Regions from separate parts of the Zea mays genome. Here region 1 is linked to region 2. The links are chromatin contacts, called in public Hi-C maps. All regions are on one chromosome and are shown on one strand. Each heading gives the region's core, a stretch centred on a gene start, on an enhancer-like site or on the middle of the called end of the contact. The rest is flanking DNA. Distances are from core to core; before and after follow the strand shown. Region 1 has its middle 26 kb from the start of LOC103648196. Region 2 has its middle 12 kb from the start of LOC103640963.

The links. A called contact is a pair of places that touch in the nucleus more often than the background predicts.
Region 1: a Hi-C map of tassel shows a contact between it and region 2, with 2.5 times the contacts expected there. The contact joins two enhancer-like sites. A contact is called at or near these places in 2 of 25 Hi-C or Micro-C datasets (ear and tassel).

The regions. Positions count from the first base shown.
Region 1 is chr10:25,607,307-25,614,163 of Zm-B73-REFERENCE-NAM-5.0, reverse strand. No RefSeq gene overlaps it. Among protein-coding and RNA genes, the nearest start is that of LOC103648196, 26 kb to the right of the region's middle. Within about 2 kb of position 4,598, at least 12 of the 20 cell types and tissues checked have an H3K27ac peak or open chromatin away from gene starts, as enhancers often do. A contact at or near this core is called in ear and tassel, where this site is marked.
Region 2 is chr10:25,358,591-25,365,470 of Zm-B73-REFERENCE-NAM-5.0, reverse strand. No RefSeq gene overlaps it. Among protein-coding and RNA genes, the nearest start is that of LOC103640963, 12 kb to the left of the region's middle. Within about 2 kb of position 1,735, at least 15 of the 20 cell types and tissues checked have an H3K27ac peak or open chromatin away from gene starts, as enhancers often do. A contact at or near this core is called in ear and tassel, where this site is marked.

The sequences.
Region 1 (6,857 bases), core at 3,349-5,848, 250 kb before region 2:
GGGGGGCGGTTGAACCGGCCAGGGCCGCACCGGGGACACGCCGGGGGCCGGAGGCCGCGCCGGGGTCGCGCCGGCGAGCAGGGGCCACCGGGGCCGCGCCGGGCCACGCCGGGGCGCGCCGGGGCCGCGCTGCGCGCGAGCAGGGGAGGAGCGGGGGCGGGCGGGCGCCGCCACGGGGCCGGGACGGGCGGGCGCCGCCGCGGGGCCGGGACGGGCGGGGAGCGCCGCGCGGGGCCGAGCGGGGGCCGAGCGCCGCGGGGGAGGGAGGGGGAGGGGCCGCGCGAGGGGAGGCCGGGGACGGGCGCCGAGCGCCGCCGCGGGAGGGGGCGGGCGGGCGAGCGCCGCCGGGGAGGGCAGCCGGGCGGGGCCGAGTGCCGCCGCGGACGAGTGGGGAGGGGCGGGCAGGGGCGCCGCCGCGGGCCGGGGTGGGGTCGGGGTCGGGGTCGGGCGCCGCCGCGCTGGGCAGGGGCGGGGACGGGGTCGCGCGCGGGCAGGGGGAGAGGGAGGGCGCGCGCGGGGGGAAGAAGAGGAGGGAGAGGGAGAGAGAGAGAGAGGAGAAGGGGAGGGGAGGGGAGCTCACCTCGGGGTCCAAAATCCGGTGATCGCCGTCTCCAAATCCTAGGGCACCACGGGGAGAGAGAGGTGGAAGAGGGAGAGGAGAGGTTGTTGCGCGGGAGATCCAAATGAGAGAGGGAGAGGGGAGGGGGAGCGCATGGGGGGGGGGGGGTTGGGCGCCTGGGGCGCGCAGGCCGGGGCGGGCCGGGCCGGTTGGGCTGGGCTGGACTAGGTTGGGCCGGGCCACTTCGCGGATCGAAAACCCACGACGAGCGCGGACCACTAAACGGAATTAAATCGCGAATCGAAATCCGGAACGGAACGAGACGAACACTCAACATCAGACAAAGAAATGTGCTTCGGCATGATGCAACACCCATGACACTTAGGTTTTGGTTTATACATGACACGGACACCTGTCGCTATACTGGTTTGAAATTGGGGAGAAGGAGCAAACGGGGAAAGAGAAAAGAGAGTAACGCCCGAATTTGGTGAGAGAAAAGAAGAAAAAATTCCACCCCCAAATTCAGGGCGTTACATCTTGGGTATAGGAGTTTTAGGCCTACGATCTACCAGTCGACCGTGGAGGGTCTATAAGTGGATTGATTTAATATAGGTGTTGTTGAAAGGGAAATGGCCTCAACTAATTCCTATAATCGATTTTGGTGTTTGACGACCATCACAAATCTTATGGACTAACTAGTTTGCCTAGTGATCATTTCTCAGGTGCATAAAGTTCATATACATCAATACTAATTAAACTATTCAGAATAATGTAGATTATTTCGGACAGGAGAAGTATTTTGGAATTTCTCCTGAGCGCGGACCGTCCGGGCCCTTGCGGTAGACCGTCCATGACACCAGGGTGGGCCTCGAACAGGAACACTGCAAAAACATGAGTTTACACTACAGACTTTCCGAAGGAGAAGCGATCACAGTCCGAGACCAAGCGCGAACCGTCCTGTCACAGGCGCGGACCGTCCGACCGTTCAAAAACCAAAAAAACCCGAAGGTGACGGGTTCGGTAAAATGCATTTTTAGCGTGCTCGCGGATCGTCCGGTGTGCACGGCCGGACTGTCCACGACTGCACCGTCTGACATCTGATGACACATTTAATGCACTTATAGCCATTGATATAGTCGTTACTACTTATCGTTGCGATTTCAGCCGTTGATGTGCAGGGGCGGACCGTCCGTGGTCGGCCGAAAGAGGGCAACAGCTAGGAAGTGGTTGGTAGCTATAAATACAACTCCAACCACCTCCATTCAATCCATCCAAGCACTCCACTCATACACATTCAATACAAGAGCAAGGAATTCATTCCAAGACACATCCAAAGCTTCCAACCCTCTCCAAGTGCCGCAATTGAGCAAGTGATCAATAATGATTAGTGACTTGAGAGAGTGTGATTCGTGTTTCATTTGTTGCTCTTGTTGCTTGGCTTTTAATCGTGCTTTATTCACCTCCTACTAAACTCTAGTGACTTGTAAAGCTAGCAAGAGACACCTAAGTGTGTGGTGTTCCTTGCGGGGTCTTAGTGATCCTTGAGATTAAGAAGAAGCACTCAAACGGTCTGAGTGATCGTTTGAGAGAGGAAAAGGGTTGAAAAAGACCTGGCCTCCATGGCCTCCTCAACGGGGAGTAGGTTCATTGGAACCGAACCCCGGGAAACAAATCATTGTATTAATTTGTGTTGATCATTAACTTGCAATTTTATTCTTCCTCTCTCCTCTCTCTAAAGTTCTCTTGCTCACAATCTTTTGAGTTTGCTCCCAAAGTTATCCACGTTGATTGAGCAAATCACAGCAAGAAGAACTCTCTTCCGCACTTCGTATTCATTATAATTTGTTTGTAATCCTAACCCCAGGTGAAGTTTGTGTTCAAAGTTTATAATTTACAGGTTTTGCCTATTCATCCCCTCTAGGCGACTTTCAGTTGTAATAAATGCTTGTTTCGTATTAATAAAGCAATATGTTTTGATATAATCCACTATATGATGTCGCTATACATGTGATTATTATACTGATTACATGTATAGTGGACATTCAATTTTGTCCTTAAAATTGAGTGTGGTAGAAGTGGTATCAAAGCCCTGTTGACTGACGGAAGCCTAAAGTAGAACTAGTTGACCTTAACCCTATTTTGTTCAAACTTAGTCTCCCCTTTAAGGTAAAAACTTATGCTATTCTTACCCAATAGAAACTAAGTTGATATACTCTTGCTTTGTTTCTAGATGGCATGTACCCGTGTGACCGCCAGCAGGAAGAGTACCATAGGACACATTTGCACCAACACTAGAGTTTTTCCACCCCCTTCACTACCTGAGGAGGCCCCCTTGCACATCACCGCTGAGGACATCTTAAGGACACAGAGTTCAACGATTGGTTCCTTGAGCCAGAGGACGAATCTCCACACTTTACCTTTGGGTTTTTAATTTGAGTCAAAATCTAATTGGTTTTTGTTCTTGAGTTGCTTCCTCTCATCCTTACTCTTTTGATTGAGTTTTTGAGTTAATTCTTGGCTTTGCAATTTTAGGATGTGTCTTGGGTTTGATCTTTGGTTTAAAAACACTCGTAGAATCATTGCAACCTTTGGTATGAGTTGATCCAATTCAGGGACTAGTTTTCTACATATTTGCACTTTTGACAAAACCTCAATTTGGTTTGAGTTTTTTGATATAGGTTAGATGTTTTCATATTTTGGTGCTCAAACTTATCAAGTCATTTCTCCTTCTTCTATTCTTGTTGTCTACAAAATTTGGAGGCAATCAGAGCAAATTTTGTCACACGACACTACCACTCCACGCGTGTCACTGTCAGATTTTTGGCCGACACTGTCGCGCTGCTCTAAGGGTCTCCTTTTTGGTCTTTACTCTAACTTTTTACTGTTCAAATCAAATTCTTTTTGGTTTAGTGGATTTATAATCATCCCATGAACGTTTGGATCATCTAATCAACAAGTGATTAATGTGCTCTTGATTTGACCCTTTTGGAGTTTTTTGTGTCTTTAGGTGTTGGGTTGAACTTTGGGAATCAAGCCAAGAGTGCTGCAATACAAGGATTTCTATTGGCCCCCATCCACTCTCCTCTAATCACTTCTTCAATCCTTCAAATTATCTATAGAATAATTATTTAGCGATTGATTTGAACGTAAATACAACCTTAAAATTGCTATTTTCCCCTAAATTATGTTACATCTGTACATATTATAGCTCAAACGATATAAGGTCTAATAGAAAATCACTATAGTATATGTATCTACTTAAAATAATACATTACATCTATAGAGATGCTCATATGAGAGGATGAACTCGCTAAATTTAAAAATCTAGATCTAGAAACAAACCATGCAATTTAAAATATCTAGATAAAACAAAAAAATATTATATAGTCTTCATCATACGATACATTAAACCTATATTTTCTACGCCCCCTCGGTAATCTACATAATATTTCTTTAGAGATTGATTTAGATCCAAATACAACCAACCATATAATTTAAAATATCTAAACAAAGAAAGTAACTATTTCAACCATGCTACATGAGAGAGGATAAATTTGCTTACATTTATACACTTAAATGAGTGAAAACTTAATATTTTTTAGAAAAAAAAGTTAAGCATCACATACTTTCCTTAAAGCTTATGGTGCCGCCAAGAAAACTCCTCTCCACGGAGGAAGATATTTTACAAAACACATTAGTATCGGTTGGTGTCTCCAACAAGTCATTAGTACCGTTTGAATACACCAATAATGCTTACTTGTTGTGTTCAATGGATACTAATGATTTAATATTAGTAGTTAGTACTGTTTAAGGGCATCTCAACAGTTACCAATGCCTCATGGATATACCAATTAAAATCGGTACTGACGTTTGCAGCATTATATTACTATAATTCTAAAGCAACCAATACTCGTCAGACGAAAGCCCCTTGGTGGTTGGGCCGCTCTTGGATTCGTGTGGCGTGGTGCAGACGCTTCTGGCCCTAGGTGGTGCATTCAGGTGTGGCGCCTTCAGCTGCCATTACGTGGGGGGCGCGAGGCACGAGTTGGGCTAGCTGGAGGGCTGTGCGACAATGCACGCGGGAAAGTGAGGGCAGACGTGGATAGAGAGCTAGCTCGACTCGGTTCGACTAAGTTTAAGTGAATCGAGCTAAACAACTAGCTTAGGTCGGTTCGGCTCGTTTGCAAGCTTAAGATGACTTATTTTAATTCGTGAACCACAATAAAAAATACACATATATATAATAATATAATCAATTGCTAATTAATTCTAGACAATTAACACTAAAAATGAGTAAATATATTCACAATTTCGCATACCACATCAATTCAACACCAAATTAATATATTTCAACGTTTAGTAGTTCATCCAACACAAGTGGAGGCTTTGTTTTACTAATAAATGCTAGCTCCTCCAAGCTAACGAGCTGGATCGAGTTTAGCTCGAGCTGTCTCGTTAACAAACTGAGCTTAAATTTCAGCTCAGTTTGTGACAACTAAAACGATTTGAGTCGAGCTTGACACAAGCCAAGCGAGTTGACGAGCCACAATATTTTGTCCAGCGCAAGGCGCGACGTCAACGAGCCGAGTCAAGCTAGACACGAGCAGAGCGAATTGATGAGCCACAGTATTTTGTCGAGCGCAAGACACGTCATCAGCCACCTAGGCTAGCTACTCTGCTAACTAGCTGCTTTTCTCTTTCTATTTGTCTTTTAAATTATATAATTCCTTTTCCTATTTTTTATTTCTTCTCTCTAGCACATATACTTGTATACGTGTATATATGCATGCTAGTAAGTCCACTAGGTTAACCCTATAGAGTGAGCCATGCTAGTGCTATTAGCCATTCACATTCATAGCAACTTAGTTTGCAAAAGTTGATTAATCATTTATTAAAAAGTCAAGAGAATCAAGTAACACTACCGGAATTTGGCTATTTGCCGAGTGCCAAATATTTTGCCGAGTGTTTTTCGGGCACTCAGTAAAGAAGCATTTTTGTCGAGTGCCACGCAAAAAACCCTCGATAAAAGAAAACATTTGGCGAAGAAGCTCTTTGCCGAGTGTTTTATTTTTGATACTCGACAAAGAGTTTCTTTGCCGAGTGTTTTTTTGACACTCGGCAAAGAGTTTCTTTGCCGAGTGTCAAAAATATAACACTCGGCAAAGAACTTTTTTGCTGAGTGTTTTTTTCAACACTAGGCAAAGACAATTTAAAAATCACATTTTAAAGCAGTAAATTAATTCAAATGAAAAAGTTTTCAACTACAAATTTGTATAATGATGTACAATTTATATTTTGAACATTCGATAAAATAAAAATAAATTTGTTCATAAAACCTATATCTCTTTTGTAGTTAATGAAACTACGAGAGAGATGTATAAGATTTGTGCATATTGCTAGAGTTGGGCTAGCTGGAGGGCGTGCGACAATGCATGCAGGAGAGTGAGGGCAGACGTGGATAGGGATGGATATACAGCTAGCCCGGCTCGGTTCGGCTAAGTCTAAGTTAATCGAGCTAAAAACTAGCTCGACTCGGCTCGGCTCGTTTGCAAGCTCAAGATGACTTATTTTAATTCGTGAACCACAATAAAAAATGCACATATATATAATAATATAATTAATTCTAGACCAATTAACACTAAAAATGAGTAAATATATTCACAATTTTGCATACCACATCAATTCAACACCAAATTAATATATTTCATCGTTTATTAGTTCATCCAACACAAGTGGATGCTTTGTTTTACTAATAAATGCTAGCTCGTCCAAGCTAACGAGCTAGATAGAGTTTAGCTCGAGCTGTCTCGTTAACAAACTGAGCTTAAATTCTAGCTCGGTTTGTGACAACTAAAACAATTTGAGTCGAGCTAGACACAAGCCGAGCGAGTTGACGAGCTACAATATTTTGTTCAGCGCAAGGCGTAGCGTCAGCTAGCCGAGTCGAGCTGGACACGAGCCGAGGAGCTGACGAGCCACAGTATTTTGTCGATCGCAAGACGTGGCATCAGCCACCTAGGCTCTAGCTACTATGCTAACTAGCTGCTTTTCTCTTTCTATTTGTCTTTTAAATTATATAATTCCTTTTCCTATTTTTTATTTCTTCTCTCTGGCACCTATACTTGTATACGTGTATGCTAGTAGTCCACTAGGTTAACCCTATAGAGTTAGCCATGCTAGTGCTATTAGCCATTCACATTCATAGCAAATTAGTTTGCAAAAGTTGATTAATCATTTATTAAAAAGTCAAGAGAATCAAGTAAGAAGCAACTCACATGTTGTGCTATTGCATATGCTC
Region 2 (6,880 bases), core at 486-2,985:
TGGCTTACCCAATGTACCAAGCGTATACATATTGTGTCTATATATAATAAAAATTATTTTAAAATATTTAACATAAAAATATGTTGGGCTAACACTCTTGCATATTGTCCTTCCTTTATATTCAGACTTATAGTCTAAAGAATCTATCTGATAAAATCTTGAGATGGTCTATTAGACGAACAATACGATTATAAAATCGATGGTCCAATGATCGATCACTCGGATTCTTCGACTGACATTAGATGGCCTGTAAGACGGACGATATAATTATAAAAACAACATTCCAACGCTCGATCGCTTGGATTCTTTGACGGACGTGATGCGCGAGAATCTGCTAGAGGCTAAAGTGTTAGGTGTAGCTCGCGAAAACAAAAAAAAACATCCAAACAACTTTATGGTGGATCTTAAACTTTCGAGAGTCGAGAGACAAGGAAGAACCCTACACACGCACGTGATGCCTTGCCTGTCAAAAACGAGACTCAAAGTCGACCAATCTAATCATCGGGATATTCAATCTCTTGCTTTTTTTCTTTGCATAATAAAAATATGTATACTTTAATTGTTAGAATTTAAAATGTATTCATATTCCTTTGTATAACTGGATCTACGATTTATTCAACATCAAAACAATTGAGGTTGATCAACAACTCGATATATATTATGTGACTATTTGTATAATCACATGTGAGGGTTGAGGATTTAATCCGTACAAGTATACTTTATTTAATTATTTGGTATTATATTTTTTAAGTGAACAAAGATAATATAATTAAGAAATTGATTATATATCTTAGAAAGGCTAAGCTAAAAAGTCATATAAATTATAATATAATTTATGGATATTTTTAACTTACTTTTAAGACTTATTATTTATGATTTTAACTTAATCTTTATATTTAAAATTTAATGTGTAATTTGATGTAAAAACTGTTACTAAATTATCAAATGTTTTAATTGAATATAAATAAAAAATTTAGATGGCATACCCTGTAGTAAAATTTTTGATCCACTGCTGCACATATACCATGTGTTTGGTTGCCTTCCCTGTTGGTGCAACTGTATCTGCATATGCAAAATGTAGTGTTTGTTTGGTTCGCTGTATTGCGAGAGATAGGCTAGCACGAACCTTAAAGCGCCGCGAGTCAGGCCCGGCGGGAACGCCAGGAGCGGTCGCACGCGCGCGGCCAGGCTAGGGTGAGCCGGCTGTTTACTCAGGCACGCAAATCGAGATGTTGATTTTGTTGGTTTTTCTGTTATATCTTGTAATTAAAAGATTTAATTACCGAACCGATTTCATATCTGTGTTTCTAATATTTTTAGAAACGAAACTAGACCACACATGCTATGTTCACTTTAAATTAAAAAAATACGTGATTAAGATTAGTATATAATTAGTGTTTATTAACATGTAGTTAGTGTCTATTAAATAATTTTAACATATAATTATTGTCTACTAATACAATTTTCATTTATTTAATAACATTTTTAACTCATACAACAAATATTCATACCGGCAATCAAACAACATTTCTCATAAACCAGGCTGATCGCATGAAGACAACCAAACACAAGAAGTTGCATGTGTCTAGTCAGAGATCGACTCACTAGATACGAGACAGGCTCAACCATACAGCCAACCAAACAAGCCATAAAAACTTGAGCAGTACACGTTGACCTCTGATTTGGGTTGGCCAAGTATATATTCCGATGCCTTTTTTTCACAGGCCTGATATACGTACAAGCCCAGTAGGTGGCCCAAGCGACCAAGAATTCGTCCAGCAATGCGATGGCGGCCCAAAGGAGAGCGGTGAATAACAAGTTTATGCAACAGGCCAACAGCTAGCTAGCCGCAGACCGCAGTTTTTCCATGCAACTTGCGTGTCTTGTTTGTTTGGGTAAAGAAACCAGCATGATGATTCTTTTGTTTGTCTTCTATTTTTGCTGCCACTAAACTTAGAAATGATTTGCAATAATATATAATTACTTCCAGATGAACAATATGTTGCTACTACTATGAAACCTCAAACTTTTGTTTTCTTATGCTAACATGCATCTCTGTGGAGTTAAAAATAAAAATAAAATGAGCTTCTCCTTATTGAAAACCATCACACTCCGTGCCAACCTGTCAATCATCTCCATGCATCAATGCACGAATGTGCAGTTGGCAATGTGGCTGAATCAGAACCTTCTACTTCGATTCTACCCCACCAGCAGCAGCAGCAGCAAGCAAGTGGTCCAAAGAAAAATTGTAGAAAACAAGTGAGGCAGCTCAAAGAAAAATGTGGCTGTAAGTCTCTCAGGTAACATGCAACCAACCAAACCACCCAAACTTGGCGGCGGCCACGGGCATCCATGTGAGTCGTAGTTAGGGATAGAAAAAAAAATTGGACTCACATGAAACTGGGTCTGAATGTCATATTTTACCATATTTTAGTTCGGATTCAAATATGGATGCTGATCTTTTTGAATATGAATACAAAACAAATGTCTCAAATTCGGATTTCTATTTGGATATTTACTCGATTCAACTCAAAGTGCATATTGTTAAATTTTACATAGATGAATAGAAAATTTTCTACTAAGTTCGTCAATAACCAAAGTGAAATAAAATCAGAATGCCCTTCTAATGATCTCCAATGTAGAAGTGAACTAAATTATAATGGATGGTATTAAATAAAAGATGGTAGGCAACAAGTAGACATTTTGATTTATCAATTTTGATAATTATTAGAGAATAAAGTATGTTGGTATACAACATAACCAAGAATAACTCATTATATATATATATATAATTTTTCAATCAATCAATCATTATTTATATAATGTTTATCATAAAATTATAAATTATATAAATTAATTGACATAAAAAATTATTAAATAATTTGCAACAAAATATATTAGGTTTAAAATGCATTATAAAAATACTAAAATTAATTTAATATTTATGTATCATTAATAGTATTAAATTAATATTAAAAATTACATACAGATACAATATAAATGGTTTTAATGCATCATTAATAATATTGAAATGAAATAATTAGTCACTAGTTATAGAGATAAAAAAATTAAACAGATATGTTATACTTGTTCTTCGCGGATGCGGATAAATGTGGAATATTCTATATTTTTTTGTTAAATACGGATCTAAAATTGGATAAAGAAATATTATAAGAACAATGAATTTGAATAAGGAAAATCATATCACGTTAGAAACAGATATGAATTCAGATATACGTATTACAAGTTTTAGACCATTTTTCTTTTATATTGCTCCAGTAGCCCGCCCATGCATGTTCAGATCAGATCCAACAGACCTAAATTCAGACGGCATCATTCACAAGGACCACGGTCCATCAATGCAGCTTATTTAAATGATCAACCGGCAGGCTCGTGTAGGCCGCACGATCTTTGATCTGACGGTGCTGTGAGAGCTGGGCGATGCATGGGCAATTGGATCGTCGTCTGCTCATAGTTAACTGGCCGGCACCGAATTGATGACACAGTGTTACTACTGTGCTACGGTCATACTTGGAGTCTCTGCTGGACCATATGTGCATGCAAATCATGTGCCAATCGTTTGTTCATGGCATTGAATCAGTAGCAGGGATGACAGCTATGCACCGAGTTTATACCTATCTATTCACTAGTGTGTAGTGTGTTATCTACTATACTCCATCTGTCCCAACATAAAAAAAACATTCTCGTTACAAAAATAAAACTATATAAATTAAACAAACTTCATAAAATACAACAAATTTTTAAAAACAAATAAAACTACAAAATTCATATAAAAACTACTTGTCCGCCTCGCTTTCCTCGTTCCCTCGTTCATCCAGTTTTAATTCTTTGCTTAACCATTTAACGGCTAACATGTGGATCCTTCTCATATCTTCGTTCATGTTGTCGATGTTTAGAACCAGTGGCGGAGCTCTATAAAACTAACGCCCCGGGCCACTATAAAATATGAAGGTAACCCTAAAATATTGTACGGCTAAATATAACGCTAAAACAAAATATACCAAAAACATAGACTAAAATATTTTACCTCAATTCAGTATCTAAAAATACAATAAACTTGAAAAAATATAAAGGTACCTAATTAGAGGTGATTTGGTCCTTTCTCGCCTCTAATAACTTCATCAACATTAGCACTTAAATTTGAACCTACACATTGCAAGTTAATTATTTGTATAAAATGAGAGATACAATATAACAATATAACTAATGAATGCAAAATTTTATACCACTTGAACAATCTAGTATTTAGCTCGCTCACTACAATCACTAGTAATAAAAAAGAAGTTGAGAAGAGTTTTACTGCTTAGTGCTTACAGCTAGTTAGAGTCTATCACCCTAGAGGCGTGTGGAGCAGTGGATGTGGATGGAGATTGGAATGGAGGCCGACTGCCTCACTGCAACACTGCCCGAGTGGGCACTGACGGCCGACGCTGGCCCTGGCAGCCTGGCTGGTTGGTCAGACCCAGACGACGGAGCAGCGGACGGCGGATGGGCACCGGACGACCGACGACGCACGGGCGGACGGGCGCGCCGCGCGCGAAGCCAAGTTGGTGGAGGCGGCCGGCGAGCGCCGTCATGCGTGGTCACGTGGATGCGCAGGCAGGCAGCGAAGCGGCTGGGAGCGTGGGATGGAAGGCAGCCAGGCAAGGAAGAGTAGCAGGCCTTTGAGGCCGGTTAGGGTTTCTTTTGGGCTAAAATTTTCTCTATATATACATAAACGTTTTGGGCTACGTCCCGGGCCACGGCCCAGGTGGCCCGGGGCCCATATCCGCCCCTGTTTAGAACCATCAATGCATAAACGAATCGTACAACTTTGCATAATTTAACTTATCGCTGGCTTTACAGAGCATCTTCGCTATGGCCTTCTTGTATTCAGGGCCCTCGCTGTCACACCCGGTTTCACAAGGTAAATAAAAAACGAATCATGTATGCGTTAGGATCCGAATCACGTACACATCGATTATACAAATGACATATCATTGCAAAATGATATGTTGGGGACTTGTTCTAAAATGCTATGAATTAAGAACAAGGCAACACAAAGAATAGGTTAAATGTTAACGTTCTTCGTCCTTTGAAGCATTATTTCCCTTAGGATATAACGATCTTCGGACGAAGGTTATGAAGGACATACCTTCATAAGTATGACATGTATAAACAGAGGATGAAGCTTATAAAACATAGGAAAACAATATAAACAATTATATGACACCATAATATAAATATCTATTATTAAATAATCATGAGTACATGAAAGCAAATTCAAATTATATTTGTACTTTGATCTTGACAGAAGGCAAAGGTAAAAGTAAGATGCGAAAACGTGAACAGTACGGGGGTACTGTTCACCTATTTATAGGCACAGGGCGCAGCCTGTGTGAATTTACATTCATGTCCTCTACAAATGATTATAATCATAACACAAGTTATCATGGGCCGATTGGTCATTTCATCTCTAAGTCAGTGCATCTAGAAGTACACTACGAAGCTCCCTGATTGGTAGCTTCGACATTGTTCCTGTTCTGGCCTTCCGAAGATGTTTCTTCTCACAGGACCTTCGGCGACGAAGCAGACCCCAACAGTAGCCCCCTTCACGGTGCCAGATCGTTTTTCGTAACGAGCTCGACCCGTGAAAAATTCTTTTAGGCTTCGGAATGCCGAAGGTCCGAAAAACACCTTCCCTGAGCTCGTTGTCGAGAAACGATTTAAATATTCCGAGTGCGAGGTGGTCCCACCATAGGACGGGTACACACGATCTGGTAATTCTCCTTCTCGCGCCCTACGGTCCACCGTTCAGTGGATGCGAGCGACTGTTCGGCAGGTGCAGCACTATATAAACAGACGGGTGGGTGTGAAGTTACTACAGCATTCATTACTATCGTACTGTTGTGCTGCTGAAAAATTTGACCATAGCCGAAGCTTATTCTTCGTATTCTCAATTAGAGCATCGTCTTGTTTTTTTAGCTTCGCCATAAGAGGGAGCTTCGGCAAAATCAAAAAGTAATCAACTTCGTCAAAACCGCAAGAAATTCAGTATCAAATGGCTAGGGTGCGTTCAACTGCTAGAGTCACACGCGACGGGGAGGAGGCCGAAGCTGCCGAGACTGCCCCAATCTCCGAGGTAATGAGGCAATCAGGCCTGGTTGTGTCAGAGGGTGCTTCTGACGAAGGTGCACCTGCTGCCGAAGCCGAGCAGGCTGACATTGAAGAAGGTGAGGCTGATGAAGAATAGATAGATCATTCCATCATGCCATCTAAACCTAGCCACCTGGAATTTGGAAAGTCTACTGTCTCTGAGGCCGATATGCCCATGATGACAAAGCTAGGCTACTTCGGGGAAGTCGAGAAGAAGCTGATTCGTTTTGGCAAAGAAGAAATCACTCCGAAGCCAGAAAATGATGAGGTGGTAGTTTTCAGAAGATTCTTTAAAGCAGGATTGAGGTTTCCTCTGCATGGAATGATTGCGGATGTTTTGGAAAATTTCGAAATTTATCTTCATTAGCTGACTCCTAACGCTATCGTTAGGCTCAACATCTTTATCTGGGCTCTCTGAAGCCAAGGAGTGGAACCGCTTGCCGAAGCTTTCTTCTGGGTGCACAAGCTTCACTATCAGACGAAGGCTAGGGAAGATGGGCTACACGAGAACTTCGGCTGTTACAACTTTGCTTACCGCAAAGATATGAAGACTCCGGTGGTTAGCTACCGCACCAAATGGCCAACCGGTTGGAAAATTGAGTGGTTTTATGTTAAGGTTGATGAGAAAAAGGAGAAGCTAGTTCAGAGCCCACTGGACCTAACCTTCGGGTTAACTAGGCCCCAGTGCTGCATGACGCCGGGGTCATCATGCCTAGAAGCTGTG